Linked DNA regions of Mus musculus: region 1 is linked to region 2. A link is a contact called in public HiChIP or PLAC-seq data. All regions are on one chromosome and are shown on one strand. The core of a region is the stretch at or near the end of the contact, and the rest is flanking DNA. Distances in the headings are between cores, read along the strand shown.

Region 1 (7,247 bases), core at 2,682-5,181, 910 kb after region 2:
GGAACTCACTTTGTAGACCAGGCTGGCCTCGAACTCAGAAATCCGCCTGCCTCTGCCTCCCGGGTGCTGGGATTAAAGGCGTGTGCCACCGTGCCTGGCAACTTTGACATTCTTGACTTACTTAATATACTTGTGTTCCCCTTCCCCATCCCTCTCCCTCTCCCTATTCCCTCTTTCTCTACAGGGCCTCACTTATGTAGCTCACAGAGATCTACCTACCTGTGCTTCTTGAGTGCTAGGATTAAAGGTGCAGGCCACCACAGAGCCAACCTCCATTTTCCCATGTTTGTTTGTTTATTTGTTTGTTGTTGCAGGCTACATGATTTTAATGGAATAGATAATTATACAATAACATTTTATTTAAAGGGGCTGGAGAGATGGCTCAGTGGTTAAGAGTACTGGCTGCTCTTCCAAAGGACTGCAGTTCAATTCCCAGCACCCATGTGGCAGCTCACAACTGTCTGAAACATCAGTTCCGGTGGATCTGACCCCCCTCACACAGACATAAACACAGGCAGAACTCCAATGTACATAAACTAAAAATAAATCATAAAAACTATTTTTAGGGCCGGGCGTGGTGGCGCACGCCTTTAATCCCAGCACTTGGGAGGCAGAGGCAGGTGGATTTCTGAGTTCGAGGCCAGCCTGGTCTACAAAGTGAGTTCCAGGACAGCCAGGGCTATACAGAGAAACCCTGTCTCGAAAAACCAAAAAAAAAAAAAAAAAAAAACTATTTTTAAAATACAGAATATTTTATGAATTTGCAAGTCATCCCTGCACAGGGACTGTGTTAATCTCTGTATCACTCCAATTTAGTATCCGTATGGCTGAGTCAAGTACCATTTTTCTCACCTTTGAGAAGAAGATTAGAAATGTGTATTTAAGGCTGGTGAGACAGCTCAGTGGGTAAAAGCCCTTGGCTGACTCCAGGGCCAGCAAGATGCCTCAGTGGGCACAAGCACTCGCCACCAAGCCTGACTATCCCCAGGGACTGCATGGTAAGAAGAAAGAACTCATTCCCACAAGTAACACCCCTGATTTCCTACTTGTGTATCCATTCACATACACACACACACACACACACACCCCACTTTTAAAGAATTTATTGTATTTTTATTTATGTGTTTTATTTATGTTTGTCTTTATGTGAGTAAATGTCACCTGTGTTCCTGTCTGAGGAGGCCAGAAGAGGGCATCAGATTCCTTGAAGCTGGAGTCACAAGCACTGTGAGGGGCCAGATCTATCTGCTGGGAACTGAGCTCAGCTCTTCTGGGAGGAGCTACACACTGGCTACTTTTTAGGTCAGCCTGACACAAACTAAAGCAATTTTGGAAGAAGGAAGATCAATTAAGAAAATGCCCCCACCAGATTGGCATGTAGGAAAGCCTATGGTACAATTTTTTGATGGTTGGTTGATGTGGAAGGGCCCTGCTCACTGTGGGTGGTGCCACCCCTGGGCTGGTGGTCGTGAGTGCTATAAAACAACAACAAATAACAACAAACAACAACAACAGGCTGAGAACTCATAAGAAACAAGCCAGTAAGTAGCATGTTCCACCATGGATTTTGCCCAGGCTCCTGCCCTGACTTCCCTTGAGCCGCTGCAATGTGGAATTGTAAGCTGAAATAAGCCCTTGGCTCTCTAACTTGCTTTTGGTCATGGTGTTAGAAAGCTAACAGCAAGCAGGCTCATGCACCAAGCCATCTCTCTAGCCCCCACACCCCTATTGCATTTTTAAAGAGAACTGACTCCAGAGGGTTGTCCTCTGACACAAGCACACAGGTACACTAGCACTAGCATGCACATGTGAGCCCACATACACACAAACCACCCAGATATACACCATATATATATGTATGTGTTTATTGGATAATTACATGAGTTTATATATGTGAAGTATTTAGGGAATGGTGCAAACTGGAAGCTCAGAGTTTTGGCTCTTGGTAAAGGCCTTCAATAGCACTTCAAGTCATAAAAAAAAGAAGAAAGACCCCAAGATGAAGCACCTTTACTGCTCACTAACAACTCTTCCTTTCCTGAAGGCTCTGCCCTAGTTATAGTTTCTATCGCCGGGAAGAAACCATGACCAAAAAGCAAGCTGAAGAGGAAGCGGTTTATCTGACTTCTACTTCATCATAGTGCATCACTGAAGGATGTCAGGACAAGAACACAAACAGGGCAGGGACCTTGAGGCAGGAGTTGATGTGGAGACCATGGAGGGGTGCTGCTTACTGGCTTGCTCCTCATGGCTTGCTCAGTCTGCTTTCTTATGGTATCCAGGACCACCAGCCCAGGGATGGCACCACCCACCATGGCACTGGGCTGGCTCTTCCTCCATCAATCACTAATTAGAAAAATGCCCTACAGGCTTTCTTACATCCTGATCTTATGGAAGCATTTCTCAATTGAGGTTTCCTCCTTACAAACAAACAAACACCTCTAGATTGTGTCAAGTTGACACAAAACTAGACAGTACAGTTTCCCACCATTGTCCCCACTTCAGGTCAGGACAGACAGACCCCTCTCGCTGTCTACTCCAACCAGGAATGATAGTGTTTCCTGCATTCCTGTACATAGAGCTCCCTAGACCTGGGAGACAAGTCCCAGAGGAAGGGCTCACCCTCAGACTGTCTGATAGTAGGTGCCTGGCAGGGAGTGGCAGGGGGTCCAAATGAAAGCAGTGTGTGACATTCATCCCTCATTTACTGCAGGTCAAACACTGGAGTAGATACTGGGAATGCAGTAGTGAAAAAAAAAAAAAAAAAAAACCGACCCAACCTCTGCCCTCGTGGCATTTGCAATTTAAGAATCAACAACATTTAAGCAATCCTTTAACTCTGAAAGAAAACCTGGCCTAGAGGCTGTCTTAGGACCTAGCAACCAGACCCCTGATACAGAAGGGAAGGCGCCACACCAGCCTTGAAGGGTCTTAATCCCCAAAATGCTAGCAAGGCTGGATGCAGCCTTGAATTAGGGGGGGCCTCTCTGGACATCTGAATCATCCCCGAGACGCAAAGGTTATTACCAGGGTTAGTTTGTTGTCTCTTGTTTTGCAAACAGCACAACAGAGCTCCCCCACCCCCACCCCGCCCTCCAGATCAAGGCTATTTATTCCTAGTGACAAGCCTGAGGATCCCAAGGGGGGTGGCCTCAAGGACCTGGATGGGCCTCGTGTCCCTGGCAGACACTAGTCCTCCCTTCCCGGAATAGGGTAGAAGCTGGAGGATCAAAAACTGCACAAGTTCCCTCCCTTCTTAACCACCCCTGCCTGCACCAACCACTCGCACTGTTCACACACCCTCTCGAGAAACCCAAAGCCAGGGAGGCCGAGGATTAGGGTCTCCCTGAGCCTCAAAGGTCAAAACTATTCCTGGGCACTATAGAAACCTCAGTGCCAGGGCACAGTTGAGGATGGGGAGGTTGTTGCCTGTGCTTTCGCCAGTCGCTTATAGAATAAAGCCCTTTGAAATTGAGGAGGATAAAGGCTCGCTCTCTTTAGCCCAAGTTTCTAGAAAAAAAAAAAAAACCTTGATCTCCGCTGGTAAGGCAGAATCAAAACCACGCCTCCAGCCGGCTGGATTAAGGCCTCCTTCCCAAGCTAAGGTTTAGTGTAACATCTGGGGATGAGCTAGAGGGAAAAGAGGAAGGGAGGTCTGGTCTCCAGATGGACTCTAGCTAGTCCTAGGAGCTCTGCACCCCTGGCCTGAGATCGCTTCCAGCCGTCCCCCGGGGTCCGAAGGGCGCAGGAGGCGGGTTAAGCTGCAGGGGGCGAGCAAGGAGTGGTCGAGGAGGTCAGAGCACCAGGTTCGACTGGGCTGGGCTCGCCGCAGGCAGGAGGGGGCGGGGTCTGGCCCTTGCGGGCGGGTTGGGGGCCCGGGGGCGGGGTCCGGGCGGGGCGGGCCCGAGCACTTCCTCGGAGGCTTAGGGCCGCGCGCCCACTCGCCCACACAGTCAGTCGCAGCCGGCTACCTCGCCGCTGCTCTCTCGGCCCCCCTCCGCCTGGCCCACAGGTAGGAGCCGCCGGGCGATCGGCTCCCGCCCCACCCACGCCGCGCGCGCCCAGCTCCCGCGCCCGCTTCGAGGTGAGAGTCCCCCGCCCCAGCTGCGCTCGGACCAGGGTCGCTCTCTGGGCCCCTCACCCCTGTCTTCTGCTGGGGCATCCCGAATTCGGGACCCCACGCGCCTGCACGGACCCCACCGCTCCGCGCCTCCCGGCCGGGCGGGGACCGCCAGAGTTGCAAGGGGTGGGGACCAAGTTTGAACTAGAAAAGCTACAGAGATCAGCAGGGTTGGAGAAACTGAGGCTCTTAGGGAGCCTGGTAGAACAGACAAGGACGCGCGCCCCAGGAGGCTACCGGGACCACTCCAACGAGGGCAGAGAATGGCCGGATGAACTTCTCGAGGCACGGCGGGGACCCGGGTTCTGGGGAGCATTTTAAGAAGCAAATGTATGGCCCCAGGGAACTCATTGCTAGCACCCTTCCCAGGGCCTTGGAGGGCCCCGAGGCTGGAGCTTGTTAGACTAGCGCTAAATCTGCCTCCCGGAGGCCTAAAGAGACTCTCAGGTCAGAGACATAGAGACGTCGAGAGAGACCAAGACTTGGATATGAACAGGGATAGAGATCCCCAGAGTGGAGGCCCTACTGGGACACAGCTCCAGAGATACAGGAACACCTTCACCCAAACACAAAGACGGGTACTGACTAAGCTCAAGGGTACTGAGAGGTACGGAGTGGAGGCTAGAGTTCGCTGAGGAGAGACACCTAGTGTGTTCACTGACAGCTGCCCCAGGCTTGAAAGGGTGGAGGCAAGGCTAGGGGGAAATTGACTCTTAGCCAGCCCATCCCCCAGGAGGCAGAGGACCTGAGGCTGTAAAGCTGAGCTGAAGAGAGAGAGAGAGCCCCATACACACACAGCCACTAAGACAGCGCCAACTTATTTTTAAACTCAAATCTTGGACGCTCTGCTTCAGCCCTAGGGGACTCTGGGGTGAATGAAATGTCCCTCTCCTGTTCTCGGAGCAGCTGCAGGATCTGCTCCCTTCGCCCTAAACTGCTTTGACTTCCAGGCCCTGTGGGGAAGAGGGGCAGTGGAGAGTTTGGGATTGGTGCCTGGTTGGGGGGGGGCTCTAATTTCTCCCCTAAGTCTCTTGTCAAGGGGGAGGGGTCTTCTCTGAGTTACAGCTGTGGGGTCTGGCCAGGGTCCTCCTGGACTTGGGATGGGCGGGGGGGGGGGGTTGCGGGAGGCGGGGAAGGGGGATATACTAAAGGGTTGAGCAGTTGGCATGGGTAATTGGAAAGACTTCTGGGTGTCTTCCAATGGCAGGCTGGCAGCCGGGGAAGACAGCCAGCTCTAGTGTATCTCCTGTTCGCCCTCCCTCCCCCCCAAAGGATGACTGCCCCTTCCACCACTACCAAAGCATTTCTAGGCAGAGTTCCCCTCTGATGGATAGGACACTTCTGCTCCAATTGCTGAACAGCCTTGGCCATGCCCCTAGCCTGCCCCTGGTATCTTGTACTGAGCTCTAAAGGGGACCTATACTCTGTCCTTCCTTTTCGTAAGCTGAGATGCAGTGGTCGTGGGGTGTGTATTTTGTAGATGACAAGGAATCTAGCAAGTATGTGCTCCTGGGAACTAACCATCTCTAAGGTCTTTAAAGTCCCCCCCACCCCACCCTGGTATCCCACTGGCTGGGCTAGAGCTTACGATGTGTACCAGTGGTTCCCTCAGACTTCACTAAGACTCCCAAGGTCACATCCCAGGTTAACTCTTGCTTCGGGCCTACCTGAGACTACCACTGTTTGGCTCCAGTAGGAGTTGAGGGGCTTGTTGTAAAAATACAAGTGACTAGCGTTTACTTACAGTGATTAGCGTTTACTACAGACTTATTACAGAAGCTGTCATGGGGATTATCACATTTTAGCTTGACAGCTGTCCTAGGAGAGGGAGGTAGTAATAGTATCTCATTTAACTGGTTGCACCTATACTCTCAGGGAATGAAAACTGTATACCCAAGGTCACAGGATTTCAAGTCAGGTGTATTTTTTGTGACTCAAGCAAGCTGTTATCCACTGGACACCATACAGAAAGATATCCTGCCACTCAGCTCTGAGAAGTTCACTCTGTGTGTGTGTGTGTGTGTGTGTGTCTTTTTTTTTTTAATATTTATTTATTATATCTTAAGTACACTGTAGCTGACTTCAGACACACCAGAAGAGGGCATCAGATTTCATTACGGGCGATTGTGAGCCACCATGTGGTTGCTGGGATTTGAACTCAGGACCTCTGGAAGAGCAGTCAGTGCTCTTAGCTGCTGAGCCATCTCTCCAGCCCTGTGTGTGTGTGTGTGTGTGTGTGTGTGTGTGTGTGTGTGTGTGTGTGTGTCTGTCTGTCTGTCTGTCTGTCTGTCTGTCTTACTTAAGTCAGGTATGGAGATAATGTGTGTTCGTGGAAATAGCAGATTGGGGTCATTTGGAAGAGCCACTGTCTTCTCTAAACCACACCCTCCTACCCCCCCACTCCTCTACCCCTTCACCTCCCCACCCCTCCAGCCCCCTCACTCCCCCACCCCCCACCTGCTCCCAGGAATACAAACTGTCTCCTAGCTCACCCTTTTAGTCCCCCAGCCTTGCCAGGCATTGTGGGGGGAAGGGGGGTTGGGAGGAGATAGGAGACAAGTGGGCCTTGGTGCCCTTCACTCTGTCCTCATTAGAGACATAGGGACTGGGAGATTCTGGGAGGAAGCAGAAGACACACCCATACCCTATTTGGGGTGCCTCATCTCATTGTGGTGACTGGCTCTGAGGGGGTGGATCCAGGGCCAGCCTGGGCCTGGGAAGGTAGCTGCTGCCGCTCCTGCTAGCCAAGCCCGGAAGGAAGGGCTCACAAGTGGACACATGGCCACAGGCCACCTGTGTTGCTGTCTGTTGTCCAGTGGCTAACAGCCCAGGCAGTCCTCAGATGCTGGGCCAGAGGAAACCAGGACCTGAATGACAGGGGAGAGAGAAGGAGGGGCTCTCTCCACCCTTCAGCATGACCGCTACCTGAGGACTCTCCACTTTGAAGACTCCCACTTTGGTCGCCTTATGTCCTGCTTTGGGTGTGAACCAGGTGTTCTCCCTCCTTGTTGAAGGGAAAGTTCAAACTCATAAGCCACAAAGAGGTGAGCCCTTCAGGTTTGGGACATCTGTTGCTGCCTGAAGTCTGAACTCTAAGGCAGACCAAGGTGTTTGGTGAGAACTTCCT
Region 2 (6,555 bases), core at 3,435-5,934:
CATATTTAGGTATAAGAGCCACAGCCATTTATCTCTAGTAGTCAGAGCAGTCCAATCCACTCTGTGGCTCAGTTCTCACCTACTTTCCTTCTGCGTCTTGCCTGCCTACACACTTCCTGCCGAACTCTGGTCTCTGGCCTCTCTTCTATTTTCCCTGGCCACGGTCATTACATGTTCCTTGTTGAATTGAATTTTAGGACCTCTGCTCGCTCCAGTCAACACCACTTGCTCCAGTTGGCCCCACTTGCTCAGGCCCAAAGATTTATTTATTATTATTCAAAAGTACACTGCAACTGTCTTCTGACATAACACAGAAGAGGGCGTCAGATCTTATTATGTGTGGTCATGAGCCACCATGTGGTTGGTGGGATTTGAACTCAGGACCTTTGGAAGAGCAGTCAGTGCACTTACTTGCTGAGCCATCTCACCAGTCCTTTCTGTAACTCTTTTTTTTTTTAAATTTATTTATTTATTATATGTAAGTACACTGTAGCTGTCTTCAAACACACCAGAAGAGGGCATCAGATCCCATTACGGATGGTTGTGAGCCACCATGTGGTTGCTGGGATTTGAACTCAGGACCTTCAGAAGAGCAGTCAGTGCTCTTACCCGCTGAGCCATCTCGCCAGCCCCCTGTAACTCTTAAATTTCTATTTTCTCAAGTATTTGCTGTCTCTTGAGACCCCCACCCATTCTTAGGGTGTGCTGTGTCTTGAGGAGCAGGGGCCAACAAGAGAAATGGGGACTAGGAAGGTGAGAGTAAGAAGTGGTCGGGGGGCTGGGTGGTGGTGGCACACACCTTTAATCCCAGCACTCGGGAGGCAGAGGCAGGTGGATTTCTGAGTTCGAGGTCAGCCTGGTCTACAAAATGAGTTCTAGGACAGCCAGGGCTACATAGAGAATCCCTGTCTCGAAAAACCAAAAAAAAAAAAAAAAAAGAAGTGGTCAGGGTACAATTTCCCTGGTCCTGCCTACTCCATCAGTGACCATTTACCTCTGTAGCATCCCTTATAACCTTGTCATCAGCTCCACTGCAGTGTAAACACTGCTGCTCCACTCACTGTCCCTGGAGGCACAGAGGTGGTCCAGGCTTCCCACTGATGGATGCTGCTTCCTGGATCTTCAACAGCTCTTAGCTGCTCATTTTCCCCTTCCCTGATCTCTGTAAATAAACTTGTAAAATTATTTATCTTCTTATCATGTATGTGTAGCTGCATGAGTTTGTGTGCACCATATGCCTTCAGATGCCCTTAAAAGTCAGAGGGCATCAGACCCTTGGAACTGGAGGTCAGAGGGCATCGAACCCTTGGAACTGGAGTTACAGGTGGTTGTGTCCTGTCTGGTGTGCCAAGAAGAGACTGGTTCCTCTGCAAGAGCAGTAAACACTCTTACCCACTAAGCCATTTCTCCTGCCCCTGCAATAGACTTGTTCCCTAGTTTCCCTTCTTTCTGACTGAATGTACCCTCTCCTTCCTGTTAGGCCCTGCACTGATGCACAGGTTATCTTTTCCTGGAGCAACTGTTTCCCAGACCTTTGTACTTTGTAACAGGTATTTTGGAAACTACCAGTCCAGAACTGAGTCCATTCCCTTCAGTAGTGATTTTTCCCATGAGTACCATATAACACATGCACATACAAGCATACATATGTACGTACATACATACATACATACTACAGGGTTATTCAGGTTGGAAATCTGGTATATTAGTCAGGGTTCTCTAGGTAACAGAACTTATAGGACATATATATATGGCTTTATTAAAATTATTTACAGGCTATGGTCCAGCTAACCCAACAATGACTAACTATGAACAGAAGGTCCAAGAATCCAGTAGTTGTTCAGTCCACAGGCTGGATGCCTCCACTGGTCTTCAGTATACACTGGAATCCTGAAGACATAGGCTCTAATGCCAGTGGAGGGAATGGATTTGCTAGCAAGGGGCAAGGACAAGCAGACAGAGAGAGAGGCTTCCTTCTTTCATGTCCTTTATACAGGCTTCCAGCAGAAATGACTTAGTGAAGCAAAGGTCCCTCACAGGTATCCAGAGCCATTTTTGGGTTTTAATGATATGTAGTCAAGTTGGCAACCAAAATTGACATCACACCTGGGATTCATCCTAGCAAGCCAGACTCTTCCCTTACACATTAAGTTCATCGGTGCTACAATATTATTTATTTATTTTATGTGTGTTGGTGTTTGGCCTGAATGTATGTCTGTGTACTTTGTGCACACCTGGTGCCCGTGAAGGCCAGAGTAAGGCGTTGAATTCTCTGAAGTGGAGTTTGTTTGTTTTTTAAGATTTATTCATTTATTTTATGTATATGAGTTGTATTAGTTAGGGTTCTCTAGGGTCACAGAACTTATGGATAGTCTCTATATAGTAAAGGAATTTATTGATGACTTACAATCTGCAGTCCAATTCCCAACAATGGTTCAGTAGTGGCTGTGAATGGAAGCCCAAGGATCTATCAGTTACTCAGTCCCACAAGGCAAGCAGGCGAAAGAGCGAGAGCGAGACTCCCTTCTTTCAATGTCCTTATATGGTCTCCAGCAGAAGGTGTAGCCCAGATTAAAGGTGTGTTCCACCACACTTTTAATCCCAGATGACCTTGAACTCGGAGATTTAATCTTCTGGAATCCATAGTCACTATGCCTCAAGATCCCCATACCAAGATCCAGATCAGAAACTTCTATCTCTCAGCCTCCAGATAAGGGTCACTGGTGAGCCTTCCAATTCTGGATTGTAGTTCATTCCAAATATAGTCAAGTTGACAACCAGGAATCGCCACTACATGAGTACACTGTAGCTGTACAGATGATTGTGAGCCACCATGTGGTTGCTGGGACTTGAACTCAGGTCCTCTAGAAGAACAGCCAGTGCTCTTAACCTCTGAGCCATCTTCTCCAACCCCCAGAGCTACAATTTTAACTTTTTTTTTGTTGTTGTTTGCTTCTTTTCTTTTTGTTATATTGGTGTGCATTAAACACAGGGCCTCACTTGTGCTCAGCAACTGCTTTACCTCTGAGCTCTATCTCCTAGCTCCTTTTTTCTTTTGAGACAAGCTCTTATTATTTAGTCAAGGTTTGCCTCAAAATTGTGATCCTCCTGCCTCTATATCCTAAGTGTTAGGATAATAGGTGTAAAGGACCCCAGACCTTAACACAACTGACTCCATGATGGAAGTGGCGGATGGGCCATAAAACTCAGCATGTAGCCAGCACCACTGGCCAAAAAAAAAAAAAAAAAAAAAAGAAGAAGATCTAGTCCATCAAAGTCCATAGCTGTGGACAGTCTCTAAATGTACAAACTTTTTTTTTTCTTCTGTAGTTCTACTTTTAGCTTAACTGCTCTTGTTAACAGAAGTATGTCAACCCAGGATATGGTTTTTTTGCGCTTAAAATTTCATCCCGAGAAAGGCTCATTGCTACACTGGGATCCCAAATACCCAGTGTAGTTGCTGGCCAGCTAATAAAGACTTTGCATTGGCTTAAACCCATGTCCAAGCATTCTTCTCTGGTGGATGCCTCACGACAATAGGCATGTGCCACCATATTCTACCTTCCTCTTCACAACATCTCTTACTCTGTGCCTTCCTTTATACACAGCCCTGGTCAGTTCTTTGGATTAGGCATTCATTATCCAGAGAATTTAATATCTTCCTCCAGCCTCTGGCATTTGCAGGCACATTACACACACACACACACACACACACACACACACACACACACACACACAGAGTCCATATACAGGTAAGCAGGTTCAAACCTGTACACATAAATGTCACTTGAAGTTGAGGGTCTAGTTCAGTGGTAGGGCAGTTGCCCATTGGTTCTATCCCCAGCACAGAAAATAAACACACTCTGAGTCTGACTTCATGTTTAAGCTCTCTCTGAGTCCTTCCATGTCTATAGTGTAAAGTCTGAATATTTCTCGGCAAGCCTTGTAAGGCCCTTCCTGGCATGATACTCCTTGCTCATAGTTCTGAACTTGAGTGGCTTGCTTATCCTCTATGCTATCTCCGAAATTTTTTTTCCCTAGAACTGTCCTACGCAGGGAAGTCCTCCCTGATCATGCTGCCAGGATCTTAGGCAAACCTTTAGTGGCAGACTTTATTCTTTGGCTTGCCAGTACAGGAGGGTAGGCACCAGGTTAACCTACTTTTCTGCTCTCAGGACCTGGCACACTTTGAATGGCTAATCAGAGACTGGCAAACCCATTGTACAGGGGCTAAGGTACATCCAGTTTGTGTGCAGAGCCTAGGAGCTTGTGACCAGGCTATCAAATTACTCAGTTGTTGTAAAGTACCAGGCCTGGGGCACACTAGAGTGTGATCCAGGACAATCCCATGGAAAGTAACTGAGACCTACCAGAGCAGACCTTTCCCAGAGGCCGACCTGAGAACCAACACAACACGTGGGACTCAGTCACATACAGGACGGCAGGACAAGGAGGAGCCATGAATAGCCCAGGAGAAGGAGCAGGGTGGCTGTCACAGGCTCCCTGGCACAGACCCAAGTAGGAGGAGGCCAGGACTCATTCATCCAGGGCCAACCCAGGGAAGACTGCCTAGCAGGCTGGCCCGGCTTAGGCCAGGCCACCAGGGGAGGGGATTTCCTCTGGCTCCCTCCTCCTTGGGAACCTGTCTGGACAATTTTAGTTCTGGGAGGGCGGGAGGAGAGCCTGGCAGGCTGCGGCTCGGGCCTCCAGGCAGCTCCGTTGGCTGCTTGAAGTGCAAGATCCGACTGCAGTGTGGGACCACTGTGCCTCGGCCTCCCCAGGTAAGGTGCAGGGGTGGATTGGGGGATGGGGGGAGGAAGGCGGTGGGAGGCCGAATGCTGAAGCAGGAAGCTGGTGGCAGAAATTCTAGGTAGCTCCCTAAACCTGCTGACCGTCAGCGAGGGGAAGGAAGATTAATGCTTCCAGAGTCAACCTTCCGGAAGAACCTAGAATGTCTGCTTCGGGTTCTGAAACTTTTCAAAGTTGGCAGCGCCCTGGAAGTGGAAGGAGAGCCGACCTGGGAGTTTAATCCTGCCACCTCGCTGCAAGGTTCAAGCAAGCACTGTTTCATTACTTTCTCCCCAGCATCCTCAGACTCCCAGGGCTTATTTTTATTTTTGTTTTGGGCGGGAGGAATGGTGGTGTATGTGTGTGTGCGTATGCGTGTGCGTGTGCGTGTGTGTGTGTGTGAGACATGTCAGCCACACCTATAACTGAACTGGTAATCGTCTGTATCACCATCTGAGCCAGAAACTACCTGGGCTTCCCCAGCCTCTACCTCCTCTGCCCTGGAGATTGGCAGGTAGAGGTTTCAGCTCTTCCAACACGGCAGCTCTGCTGTGACTTCCTCCTTCCTGCTATGGGCACCTAAGGGATTTACCTCAAGCAATCGGTCTTTTATTCTTGGCCATTTGTTTACTCATTAGTTGAGCACACACATCAGTTGTCTGAAGGGAGGAACATGTCCTTCCTGCTGTGAATAAAAAAGTTGAAATTTATCCACACGTATCTACAAGCTGACAGGCAGGCAGCGGGGCATGGCAGGAGTTACAAACCTGGACTGCTGACCCTTCATTTCCTCTTTACTTCCTGGACTTCAGCATCCTCATCTGTAAGGGCCTGGATTTGTTTGTTTGTTTGTTTTTTAAAGATAATAAGGAACTATGTGAATCCAGGGCAGGCTGGGTGGTCAGCTCACAGTGGGGCCTGGATAAACATCTGTGCTTTCTTCTTCTTTGCCCCTCCCTAACTGGCACCTTCCTTGCAGTAAGCTTGTAAAGATAGAGAAGACAAACCCTGGCCTTGACAGTGTCTAGGTGGCTTGTAAATTGAACTGAGTAGTGGAGGCAGGTGCTCTAGGGAGTGGGAGGCCAGAGATGTGAAGGAAGGAGACGGGCCTCTGGCTGGATGTACAAACCCTGGACCAGGGCTGGGACCAGACGGTGATGCCGTTTCTGACTTGAGATCTGTCAGAGACATTATTCTCCTTCCATACTTAAGAAGATTCTATTTTATTACTTCTTTTTGGAAGAGGGTCTCACTATGTTATCTGGGCTGGCAGAACTCACTGTGTAAACTAGACTAGCCTTGAACTTCCAGAGATCCTCCTGCCTCTGCCTTCCCAATATGCTATCACTCCCAGCCTTCCTTCCCCATTAAATATTTGTTGACAATTTTGAACATTAATGAAATATATTTTAGCCAGTTTCACACACCCTACCCCCCTTCCTCCCACTGGTATTCTTGTCAGTGAATGTCCCTTTTACATCAAGTGTGTGGCTTCCTGAGTTCAGTTATTTGCTGAGTGGGGGTGGGGTTTATTTAGTGTCAAAAAGACCAATTATCTATGACACACTACAGAAGAAAGTGACACCCCTTCCCCAACAAGTGGTGATTGCCTCTCGTCCCTCAGTCCCAGTTGGATCTGGCACTTAGCCATCTTCAGTGCGTGGTCTTGGGCTTGTGGGTATCTGTAATCTCATCATTCAGGAGGCGGAGTTCAAGGCCAGTCTGGGCTGCACAGAGAGACGTTGCCTCAGATACCAAACCAACCAA

Evidence for each region. HiChIP or PLAC-seq counts read pairs in DNA pulled down with a chosen protein or histone mark.
Region 1: an H3K27ac HiChIP or PLAC-seq map of stem cell-derived neural progenitor cells shows a contact between it and region 2, with 4 times the contacts expected there. The contact joins the promoter of Fhl3 here to the promoter of Rhbdl2 in region 2. A contact is called at or near these places in 2 of 39 promoter capture datasets (embryonic stem cells and hippocampal neurons) and 2 of 115 datasets of contacts at active chromatin or transcription factors (astrocytes and stem cell-derived neural progenitor cells).

Annotation. Positions count from the first base shown.
Region 1 is chr4:124,696,768-124,704,014 of GRCm38.p6, forward strand. It overlaps Fhl3 (four and a half LIM domains 3), which reads left to right and starts at 3,932. Exons shown (of 6, transcript NM_010213.3): 1 at 3,932-4,084.
Region 2 is chr4:123,783,191-123,789,745 of GRCm38.p6, forward strand. Rhbdl2 (rhomboid like 2) reads left to right here and starts at 4,685. Exons shown (of 8, transcript NM_183163.2): 1 at 4,685-4,781.